Linked DNA regions of Mus musculus: region 2 is linked to region 1. The links are chromatin contacts, called in public Hi-C maps. All regions are on one chromosome and are shown on one strand. Each heading gives the region's core, a stretch centred on a gene start, on an enhancer-like site or on the middle of the called end of the contact. The rest is flanking DNA. Distances are from core to core; before and after follow the strand shown. Region 1 overlaps Gm39607 (a long non-coding RNA gene). Region 2 has its middle 24 kb from the start of Sertad2.

The links. A called contact is a pair of places that touch in the nucleus more often than the background predicts.
Region 2: a Hi-C map of bone marrow-derived macrophages shows a contact between it and region 1, with 39 read pairs. The contact joins two enhancer-like sites. A contact is called at or near these places in 1 of 15 datasets of contacts at CTCF or cohesin (the NIH/3T3 cell line), 1 of 484 Hi-C or Micro-C datasets (bone marrow-derived macrophages), 6 of 115 datasets of contacts at active chromatin or transcription factors (CD8 T cells, bone marrow-derived macrophages, craniofacial prominence and 2 more) and 4 of 9 other capture datasets (adipose tissue, embryonic stem cells, liver and 1 more).

The regions. Positions count from the first base shown.
Region 1 is chr11:20,499,657-20,503,150 of GRCm38.p6, reverse strand. All of the region lies in intron 2 of Gm39607 (a long non-coding RNA gene), which reads right to left. Among named protein-coding and RNA genes, the nearest start is that of Gm32142, 23 kb to the right of the region's middle. Within about 2 kb of position 2,195, at least 9 of the 459 cell types and tissues checked have an H3K27ac peak or open chromatin away from gene starts, as enhancers often do. A contact at or near this core is called in bone marrow-derived macrophages, where this site is marked.
Region 2 is chr11:20,654,313-20,658,206 of GRCm38.p6, reverse strand. No RefSeq gene overlaps it. Among named protein-coding and RNA genes, the nearest start is that of Sertad2, 24 kb to the right of the region's middle. Within about 2 kb of position 2,121, at least 174 of the 459 cell types and tissues checked have an H3K27ac peak or open chromatin away from gene starts, as enhancers often do. A contact at or near this core is called in bone marrow-derived macrophages, where this site is marked.

The DNA.
Region 1 (3,494 bases), core at 946-3,445:
GCCAATGCACACTCAAGCACATACACACATTCACTCACACACATATGAGCATGCATACACACATACATACACAAAGGTAAATAAATTCTCTCCTCATTTTTGATCATACATACCAAAGTACATACAGATAAAATCGAATATTGTCTAGAATTCCTTCAGAAGATCCCAGCAGCCTCAGATCAGTCCCTGGTTATAGGATAGGGATTCTGTCTTTTTCAATTTCAACTATTGCTCAGACTCCTTTTCAACTCCTGGGACTAAGTTAGCCTACAATGCAAGGCAGTGGTGGTGCACGCCAATAAAAGAAAGAAAGAAAGAAAGAAAGAAAGAAAGAAAGAAAGAAAGAAAGAAAGAAAGAGAGAGAGAAAGAAAGAGAAAAAGAGAGAAAGAGAGAGGAAAGGAAAGGGAAGGGAAGGAAAGGAAAGGAAGAAAAGAGAAGAGAAGAGAAGAGAAGAGAAGAGAAGAGAAGAGAAGAGAAGAGAAGAGAAGAGAAGAGAAGAGAAGAGAAGAGAAAAGAAAAGAAGTTAGCCTACAGCCTGGGCTTTCCAAGTAAATTGAACTATGGACATAAAGGACCATACCTGGGCTAGGACCCTGTCTTTTCCATCTGCATCTGTCTATTGTTCTAATACAGGTCTTCAACACCAAAGGATAACAAGAGTGTTCACTCCAGCAGATCCTGTTCCTTGAAGTTACTGAAAGACTCATACAACAGTATTCACATACCATTGGACCACACATCTAGCTGCAAGAGAAGCTAGACAATATAGTCTCTACTCCAGATCTCATCCATCCATCCATCCATCCATCCATCCATTCATCCATTGGTCAAGGCTAGTCCTCAAGAGAACGAATTGCCCATCATCTGTAATGTAATGATGTAGGGTAATAAACCGGTTTCATGCTGTCTCAAGTATCACTGGGACTTTGTCACACTAGGAAATTGTATTGGCACTCTCTGATAAACTATTTAGAAAAGGCAGCCTTCAAGTTGTGAAAGAGGTAGTGTAAGTGTAACAGTCACAAGTCCCACTGAAGACCAGCAAGTTCACACTAAGCATTCCAAACACAAGGTATTTGCTTAGGCAAGAGCTGGATTTTACAGTTAATACTTCCCAGGTCTAGGTTATAAACTCATGGATCTTCTAAAAGTACAACATTGGTAGCAAAATAAAACCTTGACTTCACTTAGACTACTGTAATAAAGATCTTTCGAAATGTTCCTTTAGAATGAGTTCTCTGCCAATACATAAACATTTTTGGATGAAATTTCATAGGGTTGGGAAGGTGGCTCAGTAGACAAAGTCAGCCCTTGCTGCACAAGCATGAGAGTTCAGTTCCACATAAAGCAAAGCTGCTTCTAATCCCAGCACTCAGGAAGCAGAGACAGTGACTCACTCCCTGGGGCAATCTGGCTAGCTAGACCAGAAGGACAAAAGGGGGCTGGAGGATGGTTCAGCAATTAAGACGACTAACTGCTCTTCCAGAGGACCTGGGTTCCATTCCTGGCACCTACGTGACAGCTCAAACTTTCTGTAATCCCAATCCTAAGGGGCCCAACACCCTCTGGCCTCTAAGGGTACTGCACACAGGTATACATGCAAGTAAAACATTCATACACACAAAGGGGGGGAATGGAGGGGTTTTGTTTTGCTTTTGTTTTAAAGCAAAAATGGTTTTCCTGCAGTGGGGAACAGAGCTAAGTAGCAGTAAAGACACAGACAATAGGACCTGATAGACAGCCGCCTAGAGCATCATTGTTTCTGAGGTGAGATAAAGAGCACACGGTGGGGTGCCTACCATGTGGGAAATTACAAAAGAATCTGCAGGTGGACATAAAGCCATCCTACTGATGGCCTTATCTTCTGAGAATGGTTCTCTCAATTGGAGGACACAAGTAGATAAAGACTCTTTTTCCTCTTGCCTGTTCCTTCCCTTATCCTCAGGACATTTTTTTTTCCTGTATTAAACTTGGCCAATGCAAATTAACTAGAATAATATTAATTATAACATTTGCTGGGCAATAAGAAAGACAAGCTACAGGAAAGGACTGCTTTCTCTGAACCCCTAACAAAGGCCACAAGGGAGACTTGGGAAGGAGATCAGCCAAGAAAGGCCAGAAAGGTGTCTGGTTGGGAAGGAATTAGCTGGGTGAAGCAGGAGGTGGCAGAGAAGTTCCCATGCAGACTTCTAGCATGAATGCAGAGCTCAGTCGTGGGGCAGAACACGGCAAGGGATGAGGAAGCCTCAGCAAGCACACAGGAATGAGTGCACAGAGGCCTGTGAGACAGTCGCATTTGTTTGTGAATTGAGCCCTGTCTGGTAGGGACCCCTAGGAAGTAAAGTCAGAGTTAAAGACATCAGTGACACTTCCTTGGGAGGTCAAAGCCTAAGGCAGACAGGACATGGGGAAGTGATACAAGGAGGGTTAGGTGTCACCCCTCTGGTGGCCATGCCACACAGTGCACGACCATAGCTGGGTGTTTGTTCAGCACCCAGGACTTTTCTAGTGAATGTACAAGGAAAAACGTGGCTCAGATTTTTTTTTTTAATTTGAGGCAGGTCTCAAATGAGGGTGGGGCATAGAGGAGGAGCCAAGTGATGGACACTGATGAGAAGGAGGGGAACTGATGACTTATTCTGGGCATTTCCCTGGGAAGAAGAGAAAGAGAAGAGAGGGTCGTGGGTTTGCCATCAATATCCCCAACAACAGCCTAGGTTCACTCTCAAGCACGCACATATGTAAAGGTGGAGGGAGAGAGCCAATTCATGTAAAGCTGTCTCCTGACCTCCACACCTCCACCCTCCAACACACACAGATCACACACACACATAGACATAATACATAAAATATTCTCTAAGAGAAAGATAGAGAAGGCAGGCTGTGGCTTTAAAGAAATGTCCACGTTCTGTCTTGGGAGACCACATTAAGACAGAAAGACCAAGGGGACGGTTTAGGTGCCCGGACATAGTGTGAGGCTGGAAGGGGTGGAGGAGCTGGGATCCCCATTACCAGCACAGAGCCTAAGCTCAAGGCACGAAGCATCCACCATGGGTGAGGGCAAGAGGGGATGGCGTCTGTGAAGGTGGAGCTGGAGCAGGACGCTGAGGGTCTGGTTCAATGGCAACAATTTGTGAATTACAGGAAGCAGGCCAGAGACAGACATGTGAGTTGGGTGAGAGGGATTGACTTGGAAACGGAACAAACTCAATGTAATGATGTCAAGAGAATGTCAATCCATGAGCACCCAGGAGAAAGATGACTGGGAGAAGGGAGAAGTGGCAGAGGTGGGGTGTCACCTTAACACCCCCAAAACCAACTCCCCAGATTTTGCTTTGTCAGCCTTGGCTCTGGTCTAACTCAAAGGTAAGGAAGTCTGAGCAGTCACCCCAGCTCTTTGGCTTGCAGAAGATTAGAAGGCTGCTGTTTTTAATGAACTCACAAACACTAGCTTATCACAGGAGCCAGCCATTTAAAAATGTCCTTTATTGTA
Region 2 (3,894 bases), core at 872-3,371, 160 kb before region 1:
TCTTAGTCGAAACTGATTCTTCCATCCCAGCTTACCAGAAACCATAGATCCTGAATTCAAATAGATCATATTCTACTGAGAGCCTTTAAGTGACTCTCAGATTTCCCTCAGAAACGTCCCAAGCCAGATCCCCACCGGTTTGCTCAAAGCATTCTTCTTTTCAAAAAATTTTAAAAAGATTTTTATTTATTCTATGTAAGTACACTGTAGCTGTCTTCAGACACTCAAGAGAGGGCGTCAGATCTCATTACGGATGGTTGTGAGCCATCATGTGGTTGCTGGGATTTGAACTCAGGACCCACAGAAGAGCAGCCGGTGCTCCTAACCGCTGAGCCATCTCTCTAGCCCTTGCTCAGCATTCTTATCTTCCAAGCTCCTACAAAACATCTCATTAAATTCTGAGCACTCACTCGATGGCTTTTCCTGCCCAAAGTTCCAAATGCCACCATAATCTCCTCAAAACGGCAGAAAAAAAAAATGTCAATACAACATCCCTCACCTGGTACCCATTTCTGTCCTACTTTGCTTTGCTGTTGTGATAAAATACAAACCAAAGCAACCAGGGGAAGAAAAGGCTAATTTGACTCCCAGATCATGTTCCATGGTCCAGGGAAGCCGGAGCAAGAACTCAAGGCAGGAACTGAAGCAGCAGCCACTGGGAAACCGGAAGGCCACTTACTGGCTTGCTTCCCCTGGTTTGCCCACAGTGGGTGGGCTCTCCCACATCGATCAAGCACTCAAGGAAATGTTCCACAGACATGGCCACAGGTCAATTTGATGGAAACAATTCAAGTCATCTAGGTTTGTGTCAAGTTGACAAAAACTAACCAGCTCAGAGACTATTCCCTCCGTCTCTTCTGAGCCAGGCTGAAGCCAGCCAGGGATTTCTGCTTGGTGACAAGTCCACAATATTGCCTTACGTGACCTGTGGCCCCTGGAAGGCAAAGCAGTGTGTTCCCAAATGTGCAGAAAGGGCCTTGCAGCACACTCAGATGTCTTCTTGAGCCAGCTGTGCTGCCTTACCTAAACCTTTCTGGACCCGGGGTTTTCCTTTTTAAAAAACCTCAGTAAGACGGTGATCTGAGACAGAAATGCTTTCCAGACATAGCTTTGCCCACCCTCGTGGTTCTGCGTTTCCGGCTGGCCGCTGGGGTATCGCAGAGATGACTCTTGGGGAGGCGGTACTCAGAGGAGCTGGTCTGCATTTCTTCCTCGCCACTGGGGTGCCCGCTGGGGTGCCGGGCTGCTCAGAGCAGGCACACACCCTGCCTCCAAAGGAACCCTAGTCCCAGCTGCTGACTGATCAGAATCCCTCCCCCATCCTGGGCCTGACCCTCTACAGAATGCAGCACCAGTGTCTCCGAGCCCAGAGCGGACGCCCAGCCGACCAGCCCCCAGACAAAGGCCCCATGATGCAGAGGACAAGCCAGAGTCTGTGTGCCAACCAAATTCAACTTCAAGTAGGCATGCAGGATGAAGGGGGGCTGACGAAGAGGAAAGAGGTGAGAGAGAGAAAGATGGGAGGACGAGGTTTCCCCTTTATCAGGACTGGTCTGGCAAGACCAAGGGTTTGGCTCCCAGTGGGCGCTGGCTCTGTGACTACATCAGTCATCCCCTCCACGGTGGGTCGGCATATGTCTGGGGCTATGGGAGGGAGATTCTCCTCGGTAGGTAGAGACGCTAGATTCGCCTCTCCCAGTGGCTTTGGTCCCTGGTGATTTCGGTTGCAGAGACTTCCTCCTATGGCCGGCTGCTGATCCCAAGGTTTTCATGGCTCAACCTCTCCAAGTCTCCCCAAGCCTTCAGCAGGGATGGGCATGACTGAAGCACCCGCTAGTGCTGCAGGCCACACACCCCCCAAATCGGCACACTCACAGCTGTCTGGAAAACACTTGGTAGCTGTGCACACATCAGAAACTGTTCTCATCTCTGGACCCTCTCCAGACCCAACTGCAAGGGGAGCATGGATCGGGCTGACTTGCCTCAGCCTGCCAAAGTGCAGGCCACATGGCTCTGTCTTCAGCCACTCAGCTGAATCCCGAGGCAGCCTTCTCCTCTGCTTGGGTGCAGAAACGGGGCGACACACTTCCCACATCTGAAAGACAAGCCTGTCGGGCCGAGGAGGGAGGGGCCTGACTCCCTAAGGTTGGGTTCCTCTCAGACTTCTCCCAGGAACACAGGCTTGTGCTAGGGGCATTGAGAGCTTCCTCAGCCTACCACCCCTCCCCCACTTTGCCTCCAGCCTTTCTCCAGCTTGTGCTCTGCAGCCATTTCTTGTCACTGCTGAACAATAAGCCTTGCAGGCAGCTGGCAGCTTGGCCCTGCCTGGGAGGCGGGGGAAGTCTGTAGCACTATGGGGCTGAGACAGCCAGACTGCTGCAGAGAGGGTTCCCAGCTCCAGGGACAATGTCACCATGTGCTGTCTGATCCTGTCGTGCACAGGACAAGCCATCCCAGATGCCTCCAAGGGTGGCACCTTAGGGCCTTCAAGAGTTTTTTTCAAATCCTTTTGGTCTGCAGTCCAAGACCAGCCCTCCCACTGTGATAACAAACAAGGAGAGGCCAGATAGCCAGCCTCATCTTGCTCCCAATAAGTTACTAACCTCAAGTCACATTGCCAAAGTAAGGGAGTCTGAGAACACCCAGAGTGCTCAGTCACAGAAAGTTCTCCCTACTGGCTAACTGCTGGTCCTACTGGCTGCTCCTCTCCATACCTTAAGGTAGTGATGTAGGTATGTCAGGAGGGGCACACCTCCCCCCAACCCATCCCAGACCCGGGGAAGAGTTTTCAGGTCTCCAAACTATAGGCAAGATATGCTGTGCTAAAAAGACTGGAGAGAAACTATAGCCTCAGCAACTCAGGTGGCCAAGACAGAAGCACTTACATGCAGGTGTTTGAGACCAGCTGGGATAACAACCGGTTTCCATACACACAAAACCAAACTTATTTAGGGCTGGAGAGAAAGAGAGGAGCAGGCTTGGGGTTGGTGACAAAGGGTCTTCTAATGAGCCAAGCTGAATGCTACTCCTCTGAAGCCATAATCAGGCTCCTTAGAGCAGAAGACCAGACCCCTCATAGGCCTAGAGCTTTCTGAAGATATCCCCCTCCTATGTGGCTTGGCTGTTAACCCTGTTCCCTCCTCTCCAGCACTCTGGTACACTGGGGCTCCCTGGACACCCAAGCCAATTAATCTCTTTAGGGGTAAACGTCCACCTTACTGAAAGCCTGTCTGCCTTGTTTGCGCCAACACTATCTTAAGGATTGTGTGGGTTGCAGTATCACTTTGGCAATGTGTCTCTGTAAAGGGCCAAATGGCAACTCCTTTGAACTAAGAGTCAGTACAACTGTACCTGCTCAGCTGTACTATGGAGTCAGACATCAGCCCTAGGGACGCATACCTAAGTAAGCACGGCCATTGTCTGGGGCCACTCTACTGCTTATTAACACTGGCAGTGTATAGTTTGTGGGGGTGTGACGTGACGACGTCTGGAGAAGACGAAATCCCAGGGTTCCTGTTCTTCAGAACTGTAGTGTTGCAAAGAAAACCTGTGTGCAGCTCAGGTGAAGCCAGGACAGAATTTGTTCTTGCAAAGTCTGGAGCCCTGAAAGAGTTGAGGACAGGATGGGCTCTTATGAGGAGGATGCGGAGACGGATTCATGGACAGGCATTTGAGGTTGGCCTTGAAATGAGGCTGTTCTGCACCAGAGTGTGGGAGCAAGGGCAGAGGCAGGGTGCTGGTGTGTCCCCGAGAGGGAGCTGTGCAGATGAGGAGCAGGAACCCCGGAGCAAGCCTTCTTTCTCATTCTGTAGTGTGAACTGCCGACCCTGCCTCTGTTTTTCTGTTTTTAAAGATAGGGGCCCTCATGTGTCCAGGGTAGAGCTCAAACCTCTC